Linked DNA regions of Mus musculus: regions 1, 2, 3, 4, 6 and 7 are each linked to region 5. The links are chromatin contacts, called in public Hi-C, HiChIP or PLAC-seq and promoter capture Hi-C maps. All regions are on one chromosome and are shown on one strand. Each heading gives the region's core, a stretch centred on a gene start, on an enhancer-like site or on the middle of the called end of the contact. The rest is flanking DNA. Distances are from core to core; before and after follow the strand shown.

The links. Promoter capture Hi-C pulls out the DNA fragments that hold promoters and counts their contacts. Hi-C and Micro-C count contacts between places; a contact is called where the count stands out from the background. HiChIP or PLAC-seq counts read pairs in DNA pulled down with a chosen protein or histone mark.
Region 1: an H3K27ac HiChIP or PLAC-seq map of differentiating embryonic stem cells shows a contact between it and region 5, with 4 times the contacts expected there. The contact joins the enhancer-like site here to the promoter of Cblb in region 5. A contact is called at or near these places in 5 of 39 promoter capture datasets (the 3T3-L1 cell line, 3T3-L1-derived adipocytes, cranial neural crest and 2 more), 1 of 15 datasets of contacts at CTCF or cohesin (pro-B cells), 1 of 484 Hi-C or Micro-C datasets (the N1E-115 cell line) and 6 of 115 datasets of contacts at active chromatin or transcription factors (bone marrow-derived macrophages, differentiating embryonic stem cells, embryonic hindbrain and 3 more).
Region 2: a FOXA1 HiChIP or PLAC-seq map of pancreatic cancer cells shows a contact between it and region 5. The contact joins the enhancer-like site here to the promoter of Cblb in region 5. A contact is called at or near these places in 2 of 39 promoter capture datasets (liver and pre-B cells), 5 of 484 Hi-C or Micro-C datasets (Sertoli cells, cerebral cortex, embryonic stem cells and 2 more) and 2 of 115 datasets of contacts at active chromatin or transcription factors (embryonic forebrain and pancreatic cancer cells).
Region 3: a contact with region 5 is called in a promoter capture Hi-C map of hippocampal neurons, with 5 times the contacts expected there. The contact joins the enhancer-like site here to the promoter of Cblb in region 5. A contact is called at or near these places in 2 of 39 promoter capture datasets (cranial neural crest and hippocampal neurons), 2 of 15 datasets of contacts at CTCF or cohesin (CD8 T cells and pro-B cells), 4 of 484 Hi-C or Micro-C datasets (CD8 T cells, adipose-derived mesenchymal stem cells, uterus and 1 more) and 5 of 115 datasets of contacts at active chromatin or transcription factors (CD8 T cells, bone marrow-derived macrophages, differentiating embryonic stem cells and 1 more).
Region 4: a Hi-C map of Th2 cells shows a contact between it and region 5, with 1.7 times the contacts expected there. The contact joins the enhancer-like site here to the promoter of Cblb in region 5. A contact is called at or near these places in 2 of 39 promoter capture datasets (3T3-L1-derived adipocytes and hippocampal neurons), 1 of 15 datasets of contacts at CTCF or cohesin (pro-B cells), 4 of 484 Hi-C or Micro-C datasets (CD8 T cells, Th1 cells, Th2 cells and 1 more) and 8 of 115 datasets of contacts at active chromatin or transcription factors (CD8 T cells, the NIH/3T3 cell line, bone marrow-derived macrophages and 4 more).
Region 6: a contact with region 5 is called in a Hi-C map of CD8 T cells, with 4 times the contacts expected there. The contact joins the enhancer-like site here to the promoter of Cblb in region 5. A contact is called at or near these places in 1 of 39 promoter capture datasets (hippocampal neurons), 3 of 484 Hi-C or Micro-C datasets (CD8 T cells, Th1 cells and pre-hematopoietic stem cells) and 8 of 115 datasets of contacts at active chromatin or transcription factors (CD8 T cells, the SCID.adh cell line, bone marrow-derived macrophages and 4 more).
Region 7: a contact with region 5 is called in an H3K4me3 HiChIP or PLAC-seq map of embryonic limb bud, with 2.4 times the contacts expected there. The contact joins the enhancer-like site here to the promoter of Cblb in region 5. A contact is called at or near these places in 2 of 39 promoter capture datasets (cranial neural crest and hippocampal neurons), 5 of 115 datasets of contacts at active chromatin or transcription factors (bone marrow-derived macrophages, embryonic hindbrain, embryonic limb bud and 2 more) and 1 of 9 other capture datasets (adipose tissue).

Annotation. Positions count from the first base shown.
Region 1 is chr16:51,519,868-51,522,842 of GRCm38.p6, reverse strand. No RefSeq gene overlaps it. Among named protein-coding and RNA genes, the nearest start is that of Gm29686, 470 kb to the left of the region's middle. Within about 2 kb of position 1,297, at least 15 of the 459 cell types and tissues checked have an H3K27ac peak or open chromatin away from gene starts, as enhancers often do. A contact at or near this core is called in second pharyngeal arch cranial neural crest, where this site is marked.
Region 2 is chr16:52,437,430-52,440,129 of GRCm38.p6, reverse strand. The region is part of intron 1 of Alcam (activated leukocyte cell adhesion molecule); the gene reads left to right. Among named protein-coding and RNA genes, the nearest start is that of Alcam, 14 kb to the left of the region's middle. Within about 2 kb of position 1,414, at least 30 of the 459 cell types and tissues checked have an H3K27ac peak or open chromatin away from gene starts, as enhancers often do. A contact at or near this core is called in liver and pancreatic cancer cells, where this site is marked.
Region 3 is chr16:51,757,284-51,760,102 of GRCm38.p6, reverse strand. No RefSeq gene overlaps it. Among named protein-coding and RNA genes, the nearest start is that of Gm29686, 230 kb to the left of the region's middle. Within about 2 kb of position 1,487, at least 28 of the 459 cell types and tissues checked have an H3K27ac peak or open chromatin away from gene starts, as enhancers often do. A contact at or near this core is called in hippocampal neurons and uterus, where this site is marked.
Region 4 is chr16:51,673,845-51,676,578 of GRCm38.p6, reverse strand. No RefSeq gene overlaps it. Among named protein-coding and RNA genes, the nearest start is that of Gm29686, 310 kb to the left of the region's middle. Within about 2 kb of position 1,303, at least 36 of the 459 cell types and tissues checked have an H3K27ac peak or open chromatin away from gene starts, as enhancers often do. A contact at or near this core is called in CD8 T cells, Th1 cells, Th2 cells and 5 more, where this site is marked.
Region 5 is chr16:52,029,981-52,032,914 of GRCm38.p6, reverse strand. Cblb (Casitas B-lineage lymphoma b) reads right to left here and starts at 1,366. Exons shown (of 18, transcript NM_001033238.1): 1 at 1,230-1,366.
Region 6 is chr16:51,703,607-51,706,528 of GRCm38.p6, reverse strand. No RefSeq gene overlaps it. Among named protein-coding and RNA genes, the nearest start is that of Gm29686, 280 kb to the left of the region's middle. Within about 2 kb of position 1,263, at least 27 of the 459 cell types and tissues checked have an H3K27ac peak or open chromatin away from gene starts, as enhancers often do. A contact at or near this core is called in CD8 T cells, the SCID.adh cell line, Th1 cells and 3 more, where this site is marked.
Region 7 is chr16:51,597,295-51,600,139 of GRCm38.p6, reverse strand. No RefSeq gene overlaps it. Among named protein-coding and RNA genes, the nearest start is that of Gm29686, 390 kb to the left of the region's middle. Within about 2 kb of position 1,504, at least 1 of the 459 cell types and tissues checked has an H3K27ac peak or open chromatin away from gene starts, as enhancers often do. A contact at or near this core is called in embryonic limb bud, where this site is marked.

The DNA of each region.
Region 1 (2,975 bases), core at 48-2,547, 510 kb after region 5:
AAGAATATGATGCTGATGAACTAGAAATGCCATTGTATCCTTGACTCTAACTTCCTCCACTCAGAACTAAACTGAAGCCATTAAATAAATGCAATCCAGAAATGATGTGACTTGCGGCAAAGATGTAAATTGTTAACTCAAACTTTCATGTTATACATAATAATTATAACTATAAGAAAAACCAGAATCTGTTACTACAGCAAAAATACAGTTTCACAATCACTTCAATGAATCCTTCAATGCAAATATTTTATCTCTCTTACTGCTTCCAATTTGACAAGATGAAACACAACATATGCTACACACACCATAATATCCCTCCTAAACCCAGAGCAGAGTTCTGTAATCAAAGACACTGGATTGTAAAGTACAAACACTCTGTGCATAAATGAAGAATATTCATAGCTTTATGTGAGGTAAGGTGAGTTTTAACTGTGAGTTGAGTTCAACTAAGGTTGAATTACACCAGAAAATGCATGAAAATCAACTCTAGTCTTTTGGATCTCATGGATTTTAAAATTTTGAATACGAGGTGTAGACTGTCATAATGATTCAGTGGGCTATTGTTTGGGGATGAATAAAAAGATGATATTTTCAAAAACTGGAAAAAAAAACAAACTTAATGTCTTCTCCTAAATAATATAGAGAATCTTGACAACAGAGCTATGCAGGTAATTATAGATTTTCTTTAAAATATAGCTGCAAACCACTTTTAACCAGCTCCAGCCCTGGGTGTTGAGACTGCCCATTTGAATGGTGTATTCCATCTGGCCAGGATCCTATTCTACCCTTATTACCACTAAATAAATATTTAGATGTCAAAGGTAACCAACCCTTCCAACTGTTTGGCCCTGTACTGCTTCAGCGTGCCTGATTGTTTCCTTGGGGAAAACAGTGATGTTTGGTGGTAATTGGATACTGCCTTTCCACAGGGAGTCACATACCCAGATGCCAACCATAGCTGAGGGGAATCTGATTTGCAGCTCAAGTAAAACAAAGTCATTTACTTCTTTTGTGGCTTTGCAAAGGCAATTAAATCAGAACAGCTGCTGCATACTGGAATAAGGCAGAAAGGCAAGTAAGGTGTGTGTGTGTGTGTGTGTGTGTGCGCGCGCGCGCGCCTGCGCGTGCACTCGCGCTCCTAGCATTACAAACTGGGTATAAATAAGCAAATTTCAAGCTTATTTTAATTCTTTCAAGGAAGCTGTCATTGGGAAAATACAAAAAGAACAGAGGAGAGCTTTGTCAATGAGCATATTTACCATCCATCTCTGCTTTTCTTCCCTGTCACCTTTAATTCTGGGATGCATTGTCACGAGTTAAGTGATCCCGCACACAGCTCTCAGCTCAGGGACTCCAGCCATGAGAGAGTTTAAATTTGCCACATCTTGATCTTCTACTAACAACATTTGTCACAATTCAAATAAACATTTACCTCTGTTGCTAAATGTTTTTTCTTGACAATCCATGGCCTTTGTTTTGACTTTGCTATCTGTCCTCCTGAGGCTGTTTGCCTTAATCTCACTAACCTGATGGATCAAGGATTGAATCTTGTTGAAGTAAAGAGCAATAGAAATTGTTTCTATTCACACCGCCCTTTGAAATGCCCCCTCTTCAAATTTAACTTAAATAGTTTCCTTTCCCATCTTGCATTTTCCATTAAGAAAAAGTCATCTTCTTCATAGGTGACAAATGGATTATATTACCACCCACAGCGGCAGTAGGCTAGGTAGTAGATAATTATGTTCTGGCGCATGTCTTTCATTAAAATACCATTTCTTCCACCAAAACCCTCAGTGAGGCAAATCTCAAAGGGCTCCTTAGGAGTGAGTAAGAAGGAAGACTCAGGTTATTGGGCAACCCTAAACAGGCTGGAGTGCTGTGGCTTGTGAGGTGACATTAATGAGGCTGAGTAATGCAAGCAGACAAAGCCTGATCAATGGGACTCCCTGGGGGAGGGTGATCTGACAAATATAGGTTCCATGACAAGTACAGTTTTCTAACAATCCGAGGCCTTATTTACTGGTTGATTGCCATGAAGAAGAGCGAGTTCACAAGGAGGTTTGGGATTCAATGAAGAAATCACCCCCAGAGGCTAGAAGAATGGGGATTGATGGTTTTATCAATTACGGGTTTATTGGTATTCATACCCTTCATCCTGGTACAGCAGTGAAATCACTGGCTAAGGGACCCCATCAAGGAATTATTCAATGGCAATTTGTGGTGAAGAATGATACACCTGGGCCTGACAATTTTATCGTTGCCAAATATGTCTAAATATGTCAAAGATGAGAAGCGATGCCATCCAGTTTATTGGTTTCTAAAATATCCTGATGCATACCAATTCTGGCTTTGTTTTGAATTTTCAGTTTATGGAGTCTCCTAGTGGCTTCAAATACCCAAGAGAGACAGAACAATAGCTTTGAAACCCAAACTGGAAAGGGTTGGCTGTGCTTTCTTTGCATTGAACTAGGTTGAAAACCTGGTGTTAGAGTAATTGTTTCCATTTTACTTCATAACACATAGGTAGAAGCAGACAGGAGAAGAAGAGGATTTTAAGGCTTTTGTAGAGGTACAATATTTTTGTTGAAGGGAATGTAGAAATACTCAGGTGGAATGAGATGAAGAGTTTCTACCCAGACTTGCACCTTGAGGGTTGGTCCTTGCATCTGAACAAAAGATGCTAAATAACCAGGGTATGAAAGGGCCAGCTCCTGAATAGATACATGGTATTATTTCCATGATTAGAGATAGCTCTTTCTGATCATGTGATGTTTGTGTCATTTGATAGCCTTATCCTTTTAATGTCATGACTAATGCTATTATCATTTGCTAGTGAAATCACAGAGGAACAAAGTTTTTTTGTTGTTTTGTTTTTAGAATCCACTAGAAGGATGAAAAGAGAAAAGAAATCTAATTATCAGGAGATATCATAGCCATGAAAATGACCATCCTTATCACTTGACTTGCTTCTT
Region 2 (2,700 bases), core at 165-2,664, 410 kb before region 5:
ATTTCCGATTAGCAGCACATGACTAGAATTAGCAAAGAATGCCTGAAATTCATTTTTTTCTATTTTTTTAAGTTTTAGTTTATATTTTCTTAGTGTGTGTGTGTGTGTGTGTGTGTGTGTGTGTGTGTGTGCATCTAAATACAAGTGTAGTTGCCTATGAGGACAACTTGCTGGAGTCAGAGATTTCATGAGCAAATTAATCAGTCATGTGGGCACATAAACACATTTACCCCTAAAACTTATCAAATATAGTACAATAAAATATGAGTTGGGAAAAAAAAATCTGATGTTACAATTTGCAAATGAATTGTAATGAAGACTGAAAAGCAAACCTTCAGAAAATACACAAGACTGGACATGTTGGGTAAGGCCTATGGTCCTAACACTGGAGCTGCTGAGGAAGGAACTGGTTTAAGGCCTGTCTGTAAAATAAAAGGTAGGCTATCTCAGTGCACAGAGGCTGCTGCCACCAAGCCTGTCTGGTTAGGAAAGTTGCTTTTTTCTGTTCTGAGTTGACTTCACAGAGGCTCAGGTCGTCCTCAGTGCTTAAACAGAGGCTAGGATCTGGATTTATTCATAAGTAGAACTTAATTAAATCATTTTCAGGAGCTAAGAGCATTACTCCTCACACTGAGTTTTTGTATAGTTTTCTATTTTCTGCACACTTTATTCTTATCTCTTTCCTCTGTTTCCCATGATTCCCCGCGCTAGCCTTTAGACCTTGATTCCTCATCCCAGAGCAAACATCTGTTTGTGTTTCCTTGAGAATGGTGGAGCTTTCTTTTAAAACGCTAGAGTTTCATGTAAACTTAAGTTAGATTCCCCATTACCAAGCTAGAGACACTTGTGGGCACAGTTATGCAGACAAGATAGGTAAGAAATGACACCTTTCTTCTCTTTGTTAAGCTCAGTGGCTACGGTTCCAAATGCTTTCGTTCCAAACTTCATACTTTGACCCGGAAGCAATCAAAGGCAGTCTGAGCAAATTAACCAGTGAACGTTATCTTTTCCAAGTTTCAATCTGCCTGTACTTAAAATCGTATTAATTGATGAAAGTTCAAGCTGATAAAGTGTTAGTTGCCTTCTTATTTTTACCATGGCTCACTTTCTGAAATAGAAGTTTGGTGATCTCTCCATGAGAGGCTAGAATAACTTGGGAGTAATTGTGTTTTCCACAGTGGTAGGCAGTAGTAGTCACTCTGGATGCTTCCAAGTGAGGTTATTACAGGAATGTCAGGAGGAAATAAAAATATAGTAAAGAATTCCATTTTCCTACAAAAAAAAAGGTAGAGAAAAGAGATAAAGAAAGAAAAAGAGAGAGAGAAACTTGAAACAGCTCAAGCACTTGAAATGTAAAGTCCTCTTTGTTTACTTTTTCTTGATTATTTTGCCTTCTGAAAATATTGCCCAATCTGTTAGCTTTTCCGCTTTAGATGTTTCAGGACATCTAAAAGAGTGTACTAGTGACTTAACTGCAGGCTTAGTGTGCATATTCACGAACCCCAAATCTGTATTATTAAAGGGTTTTTTTTCACACGTAATAAAATGAAAAAAAAAACTTAGAAAACTGACCTTATGCAAACATTCCATGTACCTCATTACTCAGTGGCTTAACTAGGAAACACATAAAGTGAATGTTGATTTATCGCTGTTGTGTCTATAATGAATCTGAATCATAGAAGCTTCCTGGCTACTCAGTGATTGATGATATGGTGACAGGAAAGATTGGAGGAGGAACAAAAGACTCGGCTTAGTTCTTGTACTTAGTTGGGTTAGTCACTGTGGTTTTTTTTTTTCTTCTCAAAGTATTGTTCAACAGTGATATTAGACTGTAGCCTAGTTGGCTCTCTTCCATGGTAATTGTGTGATTTTCTTCCTCTGCCATATAAAAATAATCACTTCATCATCTCGGTTCCGTATTATTTGCACTTTATTTGCCCTCATAACTATGTATTATTAAGAGCTAACCATGGAAAGCTTTACAGATTGAGATACGGAGTGAGAGTGGACCATAAATAAAATAATTGAAATATTGAAATAAAAAAAATGTTACAAGCAGAGTGTGAAATTAGATTAGACAAGGAGTGGAGTAAGCTCTTCCTTATACCATACTAAAGCTACATATTTTTAAATGATTTGCCATTTTTCTCTTTAAGACAGGGGCTTGCTATGTAGCCCAGGCTGGCCTGGACAATGCTGTTGCACAATCTCCTTAGAGTTGCAATTACTAGCACGTGCCTCTACTTCTAGCGAAATAATTTTTTCACCATGCTTTACTGCATTTTTCACAATTTAAATAAAGCTGTATACAAGTTGGAGTTGGCTTGCAAAGAAATACTACAACTAATTAAACGTAATACCTGTCTGTAAGGAAGAAAGCCTGGAGAAGGGAGGGAAGGAGAATAACGGGCTGATAACAGCTAAAAATCCATTTGGCAGATGAAAGCAAAAGCTAGTCCTTTGACGTAGTTTGACACTTTTCAAAGAAAGATCAGGCGCCACTATTTTTTTTTATAACACTGCCAAATATGATAGTCACTTTTCTACCTGAAATATTTTCTATTGTAGCATACTCTGGGTAAAAATTTTTATAATTATTTTCAACTTAGGAATTCATATGAAAGAAGAATATCATTGATAAATTTAGTGAGAGTGCCCTTGTATTCCTTAACCATAAAGTAGTTAGAATGGAAGGTTACA
Region 3 (2,819 bases), core at 238-2,737, 270 kb after region 5:
CCAATGCATTAGTATTTAAGGGAGCCATCAACATGTCTGTTATACCATTGTTCTCATTCACTGGAATTGTTTTCCTAGAAAAACATGTAATAGGATGCCTAGATCTTGTGCATGCAATAGATGGATTTCCACATGTTACCTCTTCTAAATGACCTCCCAGAAAACTCTAAAAGAACATTTGTAGCTATATTCTAATCTCACAGTGAGGTCTCATGTGTGTAGTCCAGAGCACACGTTGGTTGAGGGAAGTGGCATGTGTTAGGGGAAGATACCTATGTTAAGAGGCAAACCATTGAGCTAGTACCTGGTTGTGAATTTAATGATACGAATGATCTGTGCAGAGTTTGTTTCTTCGTGTTCTTGTCCATAAAATATGTCTAAAGCTGACACTGATGCTGATATTCAAAAGAACATAGCAGCTGGAATTGCCTGAATGTAGTAGCTCAACTTAGCATCTGGCCCACTGTGAAGCTCTATAAATATTAGCTGTTATTATTTTTGGCCTAAAACTTTGTCTTTAGGGATGAGACTTCAGATTGTCAATATTTCTGATTCTGAATGAGCAGCTTCAGAAAATTGTGTTTACACTCAACAGATCAAAGCTCTGTGAAATGAAATTGTGTTTCAAAAGAACAGATTGTTGCCTCGTGCACAGATGTCTTCCCCCATCCTGAACCAATAGGGCAAAATGTTTTACAGATTGCATGCTTGGCAAGAGCAGAATCCTGAAATAAAACTCCTATTGTTTTTCTTTTACTTAAAAAAAGTTTTAAAAGAGAATTGCAACCTTGGTTATTTATTTTCTTCTATGGGGGAGAAAAAAAGAGCACATCTGTTTGCAATCGCGGATTGAAAGGTCTAAAAATAAATACGTTCTAAAGCAAAGCAAAGAAACTCTGTTGGCACTCTAAATCCGATAGACAGGGAGGCGATGTTTGTTCTGAAGTAGTTTGGCTTCTTGTAAGATCGGGGAGTAGGGGGAAGGGCAGATAATGTAGAATTATACAGTTTTAATGAAGTGGCTTACCACATTAAGATGTGTTATTTTTATTCATCTGGTAAATAGTTTCAGCTGAGACATAATATCTTAACATTTACATTTAAATTATGAGTGTATCCTGCATCTGTCACTCTGTCTACATAGAGATGGTGAAGATAAAGAACAATGATTTCTGGAATTCTCCTCCCATCTGGAATTAACATGCAAAGAGCCAAGTCAGAGAAGATATCTGAGCTATGCACTATTCTCCATTTGCTTTACGTAGGTATATATTTTAAATCAGGATGCCTTTGAAAGATGTTACTGCGTGTGAGCAAGAAAGACAATTTCCTTGTGAAGTAGGCTTAAAGAATACTGCAGTGACCATTTTATGCAGAAATGAACTAAACACTGGTGACCTCCAGGACAGATTTCCCCCGGGGAAGCTCAGATAAACTGAGGTTATAGAGGAGGAGCTGCAAGGACTTAGATGAAAAGAGGGTTTGGATGAATCGAAATAGAAAGCAGATGGAGTCTGGAAATTCGAGGGCTACAGGGACACATTGAAAGACAAACATTGGTGACTCAGATTCAGCCAAGCCAGAAAACCTTTATAATTGCCTACTGAAAGGCAGTTATATGGAGAGAGGGGAGGGGGAGGGAATGGCTTAAAGCTTAAAGATAGATGACAAAGCAGCTAGCAGGTTACCAGCTGGTATAAGAAAAATACAAAAAGCCCCTGCCCTCCTTCGCCAGCTTAGGAAAGAGAATAAAGTTATTCTATGAGGGCTAAACTTGTAGTTTAGATATTAAATAGGAAGTCAGTCTCAAAAACTGACTGATAAATTACTCAAACATTTCAGTTTCATTTGAACCCAGGGTGTTGCATGTTGTATGTTCTGTGCTAGCTGTATGCGTACTAAAGTAGCAGGCAGAATGAATGTCAGTGGGATAAATAAAGGTACAGGGGATCGAACCCTTCAGTGGAGGACAGCACTGTCCCATCTGATGCCATTGCCTTATCTCTACAAAAATGGATAAGTGTATAGTACATTCATTCTTTGCATATGTAAATATGTAAAAGTGGCAGCAACAGAGGCCTTGGCTTGTAGTAGGATACATTAACCTGCCCTCAAAGAAACTGCAAATAACGCCTTACATTTCCTGATAGTGTAAGAATTTCCATCTTTTTCTGCAATCGAAATTTGTGTCTCATTTCCTTGAGTGTGTGATATAAATAAGATTTTATATTGTGTGTGTAGTGTTTATATATTATATACTATTATATATACATATACATATATATATATATATATACACACACACACACAGATATGCATACTCGCACAGTAATTAAAAATACAATATTTTAAAAAGAATGATTCTGTTATGTCTTTAGCTTTTAATATAATTATGATTTCTCTTTCCCCCACCTTTCTATAATAAAGCTCTAAAACCATAAAAAAAAATAAACTCAAGGCTTAGAGTTCCTAAGACCATGGGAAATAAGTGTTTTTCAATGGTCACAACCCACTGTCTGAGAACAGCTTTTACAATCTTTCTTTCCCCTCTTCTTTCCACTCTTCCTCAATGTCTTCTCATATTTAGGTGCTATGAGGTTATGAGAGCAGTAGTTGACTTTCTTTGTGTGTGTGTGTGTGTGTGTGTGTGTGTGTGTGTGTGTGTGTGTATGAAATATCTATATTTGTGTGAAGAATATGTGGTTGTGCATACACTGTGTGTACATATGGAGGTCCTAGGGCAACCTCTGTGTTTTTTTCAGGCTCGATTCACTTTATTTTAAGCTAGTTCTCTCATTGGACTGGAACTCACCAAAGAT
Region 4 (2,734 bases), core at 54-2,553, 360 kb after region 5:
GAGAGAGATATTTTGATTTTGTTGTTGTTTTTAGGAGGCAAGTTCAAGTACAAAGTTTACTGTGGAGCTTTCTTTGCATCTTGAATTTCCTTGTGTGTTTGGTAACTTTACCTAGCATCCATTAGTTCATAGGTTGAAACTTGGGCCTTCAACTTTATGTCAATGACTTCTAGTCTGCTATGAATGCACTAGAGATTGCCAGTTAACAATCACTGGTTGCTAACTGTGGTACCCAAAGAAAATCACAGTTGGTACCTTCCTCATGGGGGTCTGTGCACCCAGTAAGAGCTCCAGCTGTAGATACCCCGACAAAGAAGCCTGTTTAAACCAGTATTCTAATACCTAATCAATCAGAAAGTTCAAAGCATACAGTCCTCCCACTTAAGAGTGTCGGGGGAGGGCTGTTACTGCACCATCTCAGAGCCGGAAATTCTTGCTTCCTCTACAAGCAGCCATCTGGATCCACTATTACTAAAGGACACAGATCCAATTACAAACATGTATTTGTGAAGGAAACTTACAGTATCTTTGAAAGGAGTCTCTCGTACTTGAAGTCAAGGTCTGCTGAAGTTTACCTGTTAGAAATCAACTTAGGTTAAAAAAAAAGAGAGAGAGAGAGATACCTCAAGATAGAAAGAAAGTGAGAATAAAGGAGAAATGCAAATAAAATAGATCTCTTGGCTTTTTTCCTTATTCAAACTCTTAAATCTATTGAGAATGTTGGAAATTTTTCTTTGCTTACAGCATCCCCTTTCTTTCCTTCTTTCTCTCTCTCTCTCTCTTTCTTTCTTTCTTTCTTTCTTTCTTTCTTTCTTTCTTTCTTTCTTTCTTTCTTTCTTTCTCCTCTTCCCTCCCTCCCTCCCTCCCTCCCTCCCTCCCTCCCTCCCTCCCTCCCTCCCTTCCTTCCTTCCTTCCTTCTTTCTTTTCTTTCTGTCTTTCTTTCTTATTTTTTATTCGATATTTTCTTCATTTACATTTAAAATGTTATCCCCCTTTCCTAGTTTCCTCTCTGAACGTCTCCTATACCCTCCCCCTGACCAAAGTCCCCAACGTACCCACTCCCGCATCCTGGCCCTGGCATTCCCCTGTACTGGGGCATATAATCTTCGCAAGACCAAGGGCTTCTCCTCCCATTGATGGCCAAAGGAAATGACTGTAGCATGTAATCTTTCATAACAGAGAAAATGATCAAACTCAGGTTAGAAAGCAAGGAAAAGATGAAAGCTTTGAAAGACTTAGAACTTTGCTGACGTACAGACTGAGGCTGGGAAAGGCTAAGAGGCAGGAAGTGCTGTTGCTATTGCTTCTGAGGTTGTATTTCATAGTTTCCACTTTGGTTAACTGGAAGGAAACTGGGTGATTGGGGGTAGTTGTGTTATCGATCACATCAGTTTTCTGCTTTGTTTCTATTTTTTTCTTAAAGCATTACTCTTTTCTATGCAGGAAGGTCTAGGAATCATTAACCTACCATATTGTATGCCACAATCAAATGCTTTGCTACAAAGATGGGGAATATTGAAATTGGCACTGGTGGATGTCATCCTTAAGTCACAGAGGGAGTTGTAAATGTAGTCTTAGAGATCAGACGTTCAGAGGAAACCAAATATCATCTATGATCCTTGTTTCTAGACTCAGAGTTGCTCCACTACGAGGATTCTCATAGCACATTTGCATAAATACACAATTTTTCATAGAGAGGTTTACCATTTTTAAAATACATACAACCCGACTGATTTGATTTTCAAAAAGTGCTTCCATCAAGATTATTTTTTAAAAAAACAAAACAAAAGAAGAACTGACACTTGCGATGTAGGTCCTGTGATGTCCTGTCACTGGACAGGACACTGAATCAATCAGCTCCTGTCTGCATGAAGTTCATGGTCAGTGCTATGACCTGGACATGCAGATGAAGATGAATTCCATCACATCTGAGGGATACCAGCCCCCAAAACTCTCAACGAACTGTTCTCAATGGATTTACCTTTGTCTTATGTGAGGTTTTCAAGCTTGCTGAGGACTGAGCTATTACGAAATATTGAATAGATGTTTAATAAATATTTCTAGATTAGTATATATCAGACTGATAACTCTAATTCAGTGCAACTCACATTAATACTAAGGAAACCTGCTTGTCAGTGAGCCAGAAATGACAGCTACCTAGGCTAATATAAAACCTCAATGTCAGTCCTATGAACTCAGTATAAAAGTAATCTCATGGATTTCTGCCCAGTATTATTAGATCAGTGAAAAGAAAAGTTTGTGGCATCTGAAAGAAACAGTCCCTACTTTACAGACATGCTATGTAAAGAACAAACATCTATAGTCATTCTGAAGATAGCAACATGAAGAAAGCTTCAGCGTTTTTTTTTTTTTTAATTGGATATTTTATTTATTTACATTTCAAATGTTATCCCCTCTCCGGGTTTCCATCTGCAACCCTCCTATTCCATCCCCCTTTACCCTGCTTCTCTGAGGGTGCTCCCCAACTCACCTACCCACTCCTGCCTCACTGCCCTAGCATTTCTCTACATTAGGGCGTCGAGCCTTCACAGAACCAGGGCCTCCCCTCCCATTGTTGCCAGATAAGGCCTCTTCAACTCCTTCAGTCCTTTCCCTAATCCCTCCATTGGGGTCCCTGTGCTTAGTCTGATGTTTGTCTGTGAGCTTCCACATCTGTATTGGTCAGCATCTGGCAGAGCCTCCAGTGTATTTAAGGTCATCAATTGATATTTTA
Region 5 (2,934 bases), core at 117-2,616:
CCATTAATGATATTCTCCGCTGTCTCTGTGACAAAGCCCAGGGTCCCAGATTCAACTTTTTAGTAACCCTGAGTAAGGGCATCCTCCAAGTTAGGAGCCATGACACAAGATTTGCTCTTACAATACTAAAAGTTAAAGATGCATCCTCTGCCCGTGTTCTATGAAGCTACAGCTCAACATCATCAACAAAACAACTTTTAACAGGTAAGAACACAATGTCGTCCCCCCCCCCCCTTCTGCTGTAATCCAGATTCGAAATACTAGAGCTGCAACTCCTAAAATTCACGTTGGGAGCCTCACTTCAGTAGCCTCCTTCACGCTGTTTGATTTCGCCAAGTTATTACATAAATGCAAAGTACTCCACACACGCAAAAGGGACACGTCTCTTGTCAACAAAGGCGGAGGACTTGGATACCCCCCCCGCGCGCCCCGCGCGCGCGCGTCCCCTCTCCATTCCCCCAACACCCCCCCCCCCCGCAAAAGCCAGCAGCTGCGGACACACAAATAGTTCTTTAAAGCAGTGAGGTGAGTAGTTTTTCCCTAGAGCCAAATAAACAAACCAACAAGCAACCCCTTCTTAAAAAGCGGTGAGAACCCGGCAAGGGCGGGCACGCACCGCGGAGTTCACTTCTCCGGTGGTCCCTCTTCTGCCTACCCGGTATCAAGTGGTCCAAAGCTTTGTTTCAGAACGTCTGTACCCTTTCCAGGCTCGGGCCTCTAGCCCGCCACTCAGGGGTCTGGGAAAGAGACGAGGAACTCAGCAAAGATAAAGTAGCCCTAGACCCCGTCCTGGCTTCCCAATCCCACAGCCTGCCCGATCTAGCGCCAGTAGCACGCACCTCCCACCGGCGGCGATCAGCCAGAGTCCGCTCCCTCCCGGGCCCCGGGCCAGCCAGGGACTGCTGTTTAAATCCCCACTTGGCTCAGGCCCGCAGCGGCGACAGCAGCTGGAAGCTAGGGCTGTCCCCTCTCCCTGATGGCCCGCGCCCAGCTGCAGGGCCCCCGAGCCAGCAAGAGACGTCCAACCCCGGGATGACCCATTCCTTCCTCTACTCGGGTCACCGCGGCCGTCCCGAGCCACGCGTGATCGCGGGTCCCACTCCACACACACACGCTGCCCTGGCTGGGGTGGCTCGGGTGGGGACTCTGTGGAATCGCCCTAGGAGAGCGCTCCGGGGAAGGAGCCACCGAGATCTAGGAACACCGAGACGCGGGGACGCGGCAATTACCGTGCAAAAAGCTCCACGCCCGCCCGGCAGTCCCGCGCCACACTCGGGAGGCCGCCGCAGCGCCCGCCGGAGGAGGAGACCACTCACTGGCCACCCCACCCCTGAGCCATCCCCGGAGACCAAGGCGTGGGGCGGAGCTAAGGCGGAGCCTTGAGTCTTCGAACCAATCCTGAGAGGCTGCTTTCTGCCAGACAGCGGGCGGAGCCAATGGGCGGGACGAGACGCTCCTCCCGCGCTACCCCCCAGTCCACGTCCTCCACGGTACACAATGGCCCCAGAGGAAGGCCCACTCCACTGCGTCCCACTTGGAGAAGAACTCGTTGGGAAATGGACCTAGGCTAGCCTGGAACAAAAGTGGAACGAGGAAAGGAACTGAAAAAGTAGCAGCAAGGCGCCGGGGAGCTAACCAATGAGGGGTGCGCAGGTGGGCGTGAGCGCCCCGAGCGGGAGTCTAAGCCAACTGGGGCTAAAAGGCGGGACTTCCTGCCTCACTCACCTTCCTAGTCTTTGTTTCATAGCAACAGAGTAGAGGCTGCCAGGGTGGTGCTGCTTTTCAGCTCTGGGCGGGTCCCAGGCTTAAGAAATTCATCTCCCTAGGGCTGCCAAACTGCTACCCAGGAGAGCAGCCAAATAGGTCCAAGACCATGTTTCTTGTTGACTGTCAAATAAAGAGCAGCAGTCCCATAGCTCCTAAGATGAAGGTTACCCTCACATAGAGTAGGCTAGGAGTAAAACCCGAGTGCCAACTAAAACTTCCTAAATTTCTGAAATGTTTCCCTTTTACTATTAGTTCTAGAAGGATTCCAGATCAAACATCAGGCTGATGAGAAAGCAAATACTTGACAACTCTCAGCTAAATAGTCTCTGTAAATCGTCCCAGGACAGTAAAAACTCCACACAATGGGGATTACTAATCTGTTTGACACCTTTATATTCCAAACAAGTTTTCCCCTGGATTCCAGTAAAGAACTCTGCTGTTGGATTTTTGCCAGAGTCACTTTTCTTCTATGTAGATGAATCTTCATTTTAATGACAACCCTGTTTCTGCCATCCTCTTCCAGTGTTCGTCTCTTTCTGGGCTCCGTCCTTGATAGCCGTGTAAAAGAAAACAGTCTGGTAACGCTTACAGTGAAATGCCAGGGCCCTTCTGTCATCAGAATCACACATTAGACAAGTTCCATGATTCTCTCTATTTGGTTCACCATGCTCGTACCATTTGCCCCAGGTTTACATACCTGGGAGTGATTTCCTCTGTCATTGGTAGTATGGATACACCTCACACCTTGAGCTCCTGGGTGTAATACTTTGCACTTTTTAAAAATGTCATACGTGCATACATGCATAAGCATACATATGTACATACATACATACATACATATAAGCATTTTCTAACCAACTATCCTGATAAATGTGTCTCAGTGGTTCTGCCAATCCCTAATAAGTATTTTAGTGCTACAATTATTACTGTGAAGGCTCCTGAGTGGTCATAGAATGTCCTGCAATCCTAAATTCAGATTGTTATGATTTTCATGTAATGGAAACAACCAAAATGTGACCCTTTAGGCAATCAGGCAGTAAAGTACAAGTCTGGAAGTAATATTTTCTTTCATTATTTCTGTACTAATAATTAAAAAGTAGTTTCTTGTTTTATATATGTAGATGGTGCAGGCTTCTCCATAGCCCCTCCATATCTCCCTTATTGCTT
Region 6 (2,922 bases), core at 14-2,513, 330 kb after region 5:
TCCAGTGAATGTATAATCCCATGTCAGGCAATGAGAAATTGGAAATCATCGTGCATCCAGCTCATTGCCACTCTTGCACAAGAGGTGGTACATCTCATGAACACCAGTATAGGCATTACATGAACTCATTGATTTTTTTTATACAGTAAATATTTAAGAACCAAACTTTATTATAAAATAATAACCAAACTGTATTATTAATATGCATGCTTTGTACTTAAACTGTTTAAAATTCTAGATCAATGACATATTCACTTTGCCAATAAGAAAACTGAAGTAGAGAAGTAGAGAGAGTCTGTACTACCTATTCAGGCCCCCAATTAACAAGTGATGGGACCAGGGTTTCATATCAGAAAAAGGAGTTTGAAGTCCATATTGTTGATTCCCAAATGATGCCACCGCTCTTTTATGTGGCAATAATGAAACTAATTCTTTGTGTAAGTATCAATTAAATGGAATGAAGTCATTATATTCAGAGGGTATATCTTTATTTGCAAAGAGACCTATGCCAGAGAATTTAATTTTGAATGATACCTAAGGCTAAAATTTAGCTAGCTGTCTCTTCCAAATGTCAGTGATTTAATTTTATTCTAACCGAGGCTTTATAGTCATTCATTATTTTGAATTGTTTACAATGCTTTTCTATTGCAAGATATATGTGGTTTTTTTTTTTTTTTAGTGTGTGTGTGTGTGTGTGTGTGTGTGTGTGTGTGTGTGTGTGTGTGTGTGTTGCAAATAGAACCAATACACTGGATACTTCAATCTTAACATTGAATTTAGTACTAAACACACACACATACACACACACACACACACACACAGAGAGAGAGAGAGAGAGAGAGAGAGAGAGATTTGGATAAAATTCCTTGCTCCCAAATTCACCTTTTAAATAAATGCAAACACTCAAATTCTCCAAGTTTTGAAAGAATGTATTGAAGAATATTTAAGCAATTTTAAGCACCCTCCTGCTTTTAAAAAGAAAACTTCTATGCTACAGAAAGAGAAGAAAGGACAGTTGTTTTCTGTCACACATTAGACACTCAAATGGGTACCTCCCTTAACTGCCTGGAAGAAGTGCGCTGTTGGTTTCTAATCATTTTTTTTATTTTTCAGATAAAATGGGGGTGTGATTCAGTTTTCCACACCAAGGTGGTCCCTGAGAGAAAACCTTAGATATATAGTGGAGAATTTAGGTTACAGCTTAGGTGTCTCCACTATTTCCTTTTAGACAAACCACATGTGAGAGAACCTCAACCTGAAAGTGTCACCAGTTACATGCCTATTCTTTCCTGTGCATTTTAAAGGTCCCGTCTCAGCTTTCAAGTGTGGCCTTGCTTGGCATCTTTCTATAAATAAATGTACTCATCAGAATAAAAGAGTCATTCCAGTTCTCAACTGAAAGGTCACTGTAAGCAACACCTACAGAGGTGAGAGCAGACCTGTCTTGAAAGCAAGCATACACCAATGGGCACGTAGATCATATTTTTCAAAGATCTTCAATAGCCAAAATGATCTGATAAAGGTAAAAGAACACGAGCAAGGCAGGGATAAGCATTAACTGTGAGTTCCGTGCACATGTCACATGATAGGAGGTACATAGAATCCACATCCAGTTAAAGATTAAGCACTGATTTTTTTACCTTCCTCTTATTGATGTGGCATCTGCAAGTGTTGAGAAATAAATAATATTCACGTGCCTTCGTTATGAGAGAAGAAACTTACAGTTTTATGATTTCTGTGATACTCTGGGATTTTAGACAATACTAAGTGGTGAAGGCTGAAAATAGATGAGAACATGAAGATCACACAAAACCCTTAGAAAACTGGAATTAGAAATAAAACCGTAGCCCCCAGCATTAGTTTTGGCATTTTTATGCTAGCAGTAGCTTGTTATAAATAAAAGAAAAATGTCAAATAAGTGTGAAAATGTGCCACGGACTCCTGCTATACGAGTTTCTGAGGCATTTTGAAGATTTCCCATACCTAGGGTCAAGAATCAAGCATTTTATTTTGAATATAAGGTGCACACTTTCAATATAGAACAGGCTGGTCTTGAATTCATTGATATTTTATAAGCCATTGAATTCATTAGTTTATTCAGAATATGTATATATATGTCATACATATATACACATACATACATACATACATACATACATGTTTGTTTACTATTTGAGAGTGCTGAGCTTTGGTAGTGTAATTATTAATCAGATCATCATCCAGTGTGGTGATGGCTAAGATATAGAATGTCTGAGATAGTGTGATAGAGGAATGACTTTCTGAAAAAGTTGTTTTCTGATCCTGTACAATGAATAAATCAGGTCTAGAGAGGGTGGAAGTTGGTTGCAGCCTTTGGATCCATGAGTGCTGTTCTGCTGAACATGCAAGCCAAGAGCACACTACGTAAGGTAAGCCTGGTGGCACAGGTTATGACAGGCTGTGTGAGAGATGAAAGAATTTCAGTATTTCATCAATGAGGTAGGTCAAGGATTCAGAAGAAAAGGGTAAGGTCACATTGTTGCTAAAACAATTGTGAATATCTATAAGTGGAATGGGACAAGAATGTTAGGAAACTATATTGGCACCATGAATGGGCTGTTATGAGCATTTAGAAGTAGCCAACTAGAGTAACAGTACTCAGACAAGGAAGGATGGAAGGGTAGCAACAGCAGACTAGATCAGTGGGTATATTTACAACATGAACAGACACTCCGGGAAAACTACTCAATGTGGAAAGATAGGGAGTTGTCTGGAAAAGCTCAGAGTTCTCACTCTGTGACTCACATCTATCCAAAACCATCCCATCAGTGAGGAGAATGAAGGAAGATACCAAGCATAGTCCTGTGAATGCTAAACTTGAGAAACAGTAGAAACTTTGGGTGGCTTTTCTTTGTGCTTATCCAGGGGGAGAGAAAAACTAGA
Region 7 (2,845 bases), core at 255-2,754, 430 kb after region 5:
ATACTGAACACTTAGCATTGTAGACAGAACATATTACTCTTCAGGAAATAGCATTGTATTGCTCTATAAATCATAAGATTTCAATGAATTATATGTTTTTGGCATAGTTTATAACCATAGAGATAAAATTAGACACAGTTAGCAACATTGATGTTACAGATATATTTAACATATCTACAAAGTGCACAAGCCATGTTTCAAATTGTATCAGCTCCCCTACATAACAGTATGATATTTCAGCTCTGAAGTTACAAGGTTAGGACCCCTGGGATCATTTCTTCAATGTTATCATTGACATAAAAATATAGGTTTTCAATAATTCCTTACTTGATTCACATTTTCTTATTTTTTGTGACATATTTCCATCAAAAAATATTATTGTTTATCTAACAGCCCCTTCCAGAACTGCACTTTATGCCTGCCAAGTTAAAGCACAATCAAGACCTGGGCTGCTGCATTTGGTATTTCAGAAGCAAGTGTGACTTCACAGTGAAAGGTTTAGAGGCTGATGAAACCTGCCACTTACAAGAAATGGAAGAGTTAGCAGCATGTATGTTAACTCCCTGTCTTTCAGGCAAGACGTGGCTTTAGAAAAACCAATTTTTGCCTCTTTCAAAATTCATCTTCAAGTTTGCCTGATGTCTAACACAAAAGTATATATTGTATTATTTATTCTCTTCTCTATCCTCAGAAAGGAAGATGTTTTCTTATAAGATGTGCCAATAGGCTGGCTTAGGTGAGTTATACAAGATTGAAGATGACTGGCACCTGTGAATTTTATTTAAAACCTTGATACCATCATATTTTTTTTATAAGAAAATGTCATCTCTCCAAAATACTATCTTAAACATGGATTATTAAACATATTTTCTTATTGTTTACATTCTCTGTTTAGAAGTCTGAATTTGGGACTGGGAATATAGCTCAGTGGGAATATAACTAAGGAGAATACATCCTTAGCAAGTGCAAGACCCTAGGTTTAATCCTCAATATCTTGCACAATGCACACCAAAGCATTAAATTGTAATTTCTTAGATCCAACAGAAAAACTCTGTTGATGTATGGCATGTACATACTGAAATTTGACATCATCTTCAGCATAGCCTCTTTTATTATTTAATATAGAATCTTTGCTCTTTCTTTGCTGAAAGAAATAGAAAGTCCAAAGAATTAAAGTAGGTGATGGTGTTCTCACTACAAGACCACGCACATCACTTCTGAAAAATGTTCTGGTAAAAAAGAGTTGTAAACACACCTAGAATTTTAGGGATACGGAAAAGGTCTTCTACAGCTATTCTACACCTTTTCTACACTCAGTGATTCAGTACTTAATCTGAATGTTGGAGACATTTCACTAGATCTAAAGTGCTGGGAGTTGAATTTTTTCCTCCAAAAGCAATCACACGGTTGGTTTAATGAACATCAAAGGTAAGAGGTAGCTCCACGTAACAAGCTCCCTGCTGGTGTTGTCTGTTTGGACCTAAGCCAAGCCAGACATCCAAAGGGTCCATTAGTGGTAATGAGAAAGGAACACAAAATAAAATGTGCTACCACTTAAAACTTTACGGCAAGTATGGCTTCAGTGGCAAGCCAGCACATCAAAAGGACCTTGCTCATTTGCCATATCAATCTCTCTCTTTCTCCCTCTCTCTCTCTTTTCACTTGAAAGTATGATAAAGCATGATATGTATTTTGTGAGTTACTATTTACATTTTCTGAAAAGTCCAAAAGGGATGATGAAAATGGATATTTAGCTAAGTGACCATTAGAGAAATGAAGGGTATGCATAACTGTTAGAATATAACAGTTATGTTCATGTAATTTTTTTGAAAGATAAGGCTCACATTTAAAAAGGCAATCACTAAATTGATGATTACACATAATACATAATTTTTTTTGGAAATTTGCTGCTGCTTAATGCTCTACAAAGATGAGAACATAAATAAGAAATTGCAAGGAAATAAATTCTCCTTTATATCAGCTTATCTTATTTTTAGATTCCATCTTATCAATGTGAAATAGCCTTTGCAAGATGATAAAATGATAGGATAATTATATCTTAATTAAGTTTTGGAGGATTTAATTTTCACCATAAGTATAGTCCAAAGATTAAATTATAAAATATTTAATGGATGTTAGAGGGCAGGGTTTTGTGGGAGTTTCAAAAGTAGAACTGATTGCATTTTGGCTCACAGCATTACTCCCTCTGGTATAGAGCAAAAGAATGTGCATATAGGAGTAGTTTAAGAAAAAAATAGACAAAGTTCAATACTGTACCAATGACATACCCTAAATTCAAATCCAGCATACAATTCAGAATGATGATGCAATCTCAGGAAAAACTATTGTTTCTCACGGTACTACCAAAACAATTATTTTAGCAAAATAAATTTTATTTAAAGTTATTTTATGGAAGAACCTTCTGGTTTGTATTAGAACCCAGAGAGTAGTGATTTTCAGTTAATAATGTATTCTTTAGTTGAATTTTCTAGTCACCATGCCAATTTTCAACTGTTTTAAAACCTAAATTCCCTTTATGTCTTGCCTTAAAGAACAGAGATTAAATTTATTAGAGGATTACAAATAAAGATAAAAATGTTCAGAAGTCTTTGTTGAAAACAAGTGAATCATCATGGAAACTCAGATGAGCAAACATGCTGCATTCTCTAATTTTGTCTTTGGAGTTACCTTACTCTTTTTTGACTCGGTTCTCATCATCACTACAAGGACGTCCTAGATTTTACACAGAGCATAACTGAAAAGAGTTTTAGAGTCTAACTTCTCAGTGAGTTCCTTTTACTTGCTTAAGTCCTGGGCAACTACTGCCCTTCTCCTCCCTCTCCTT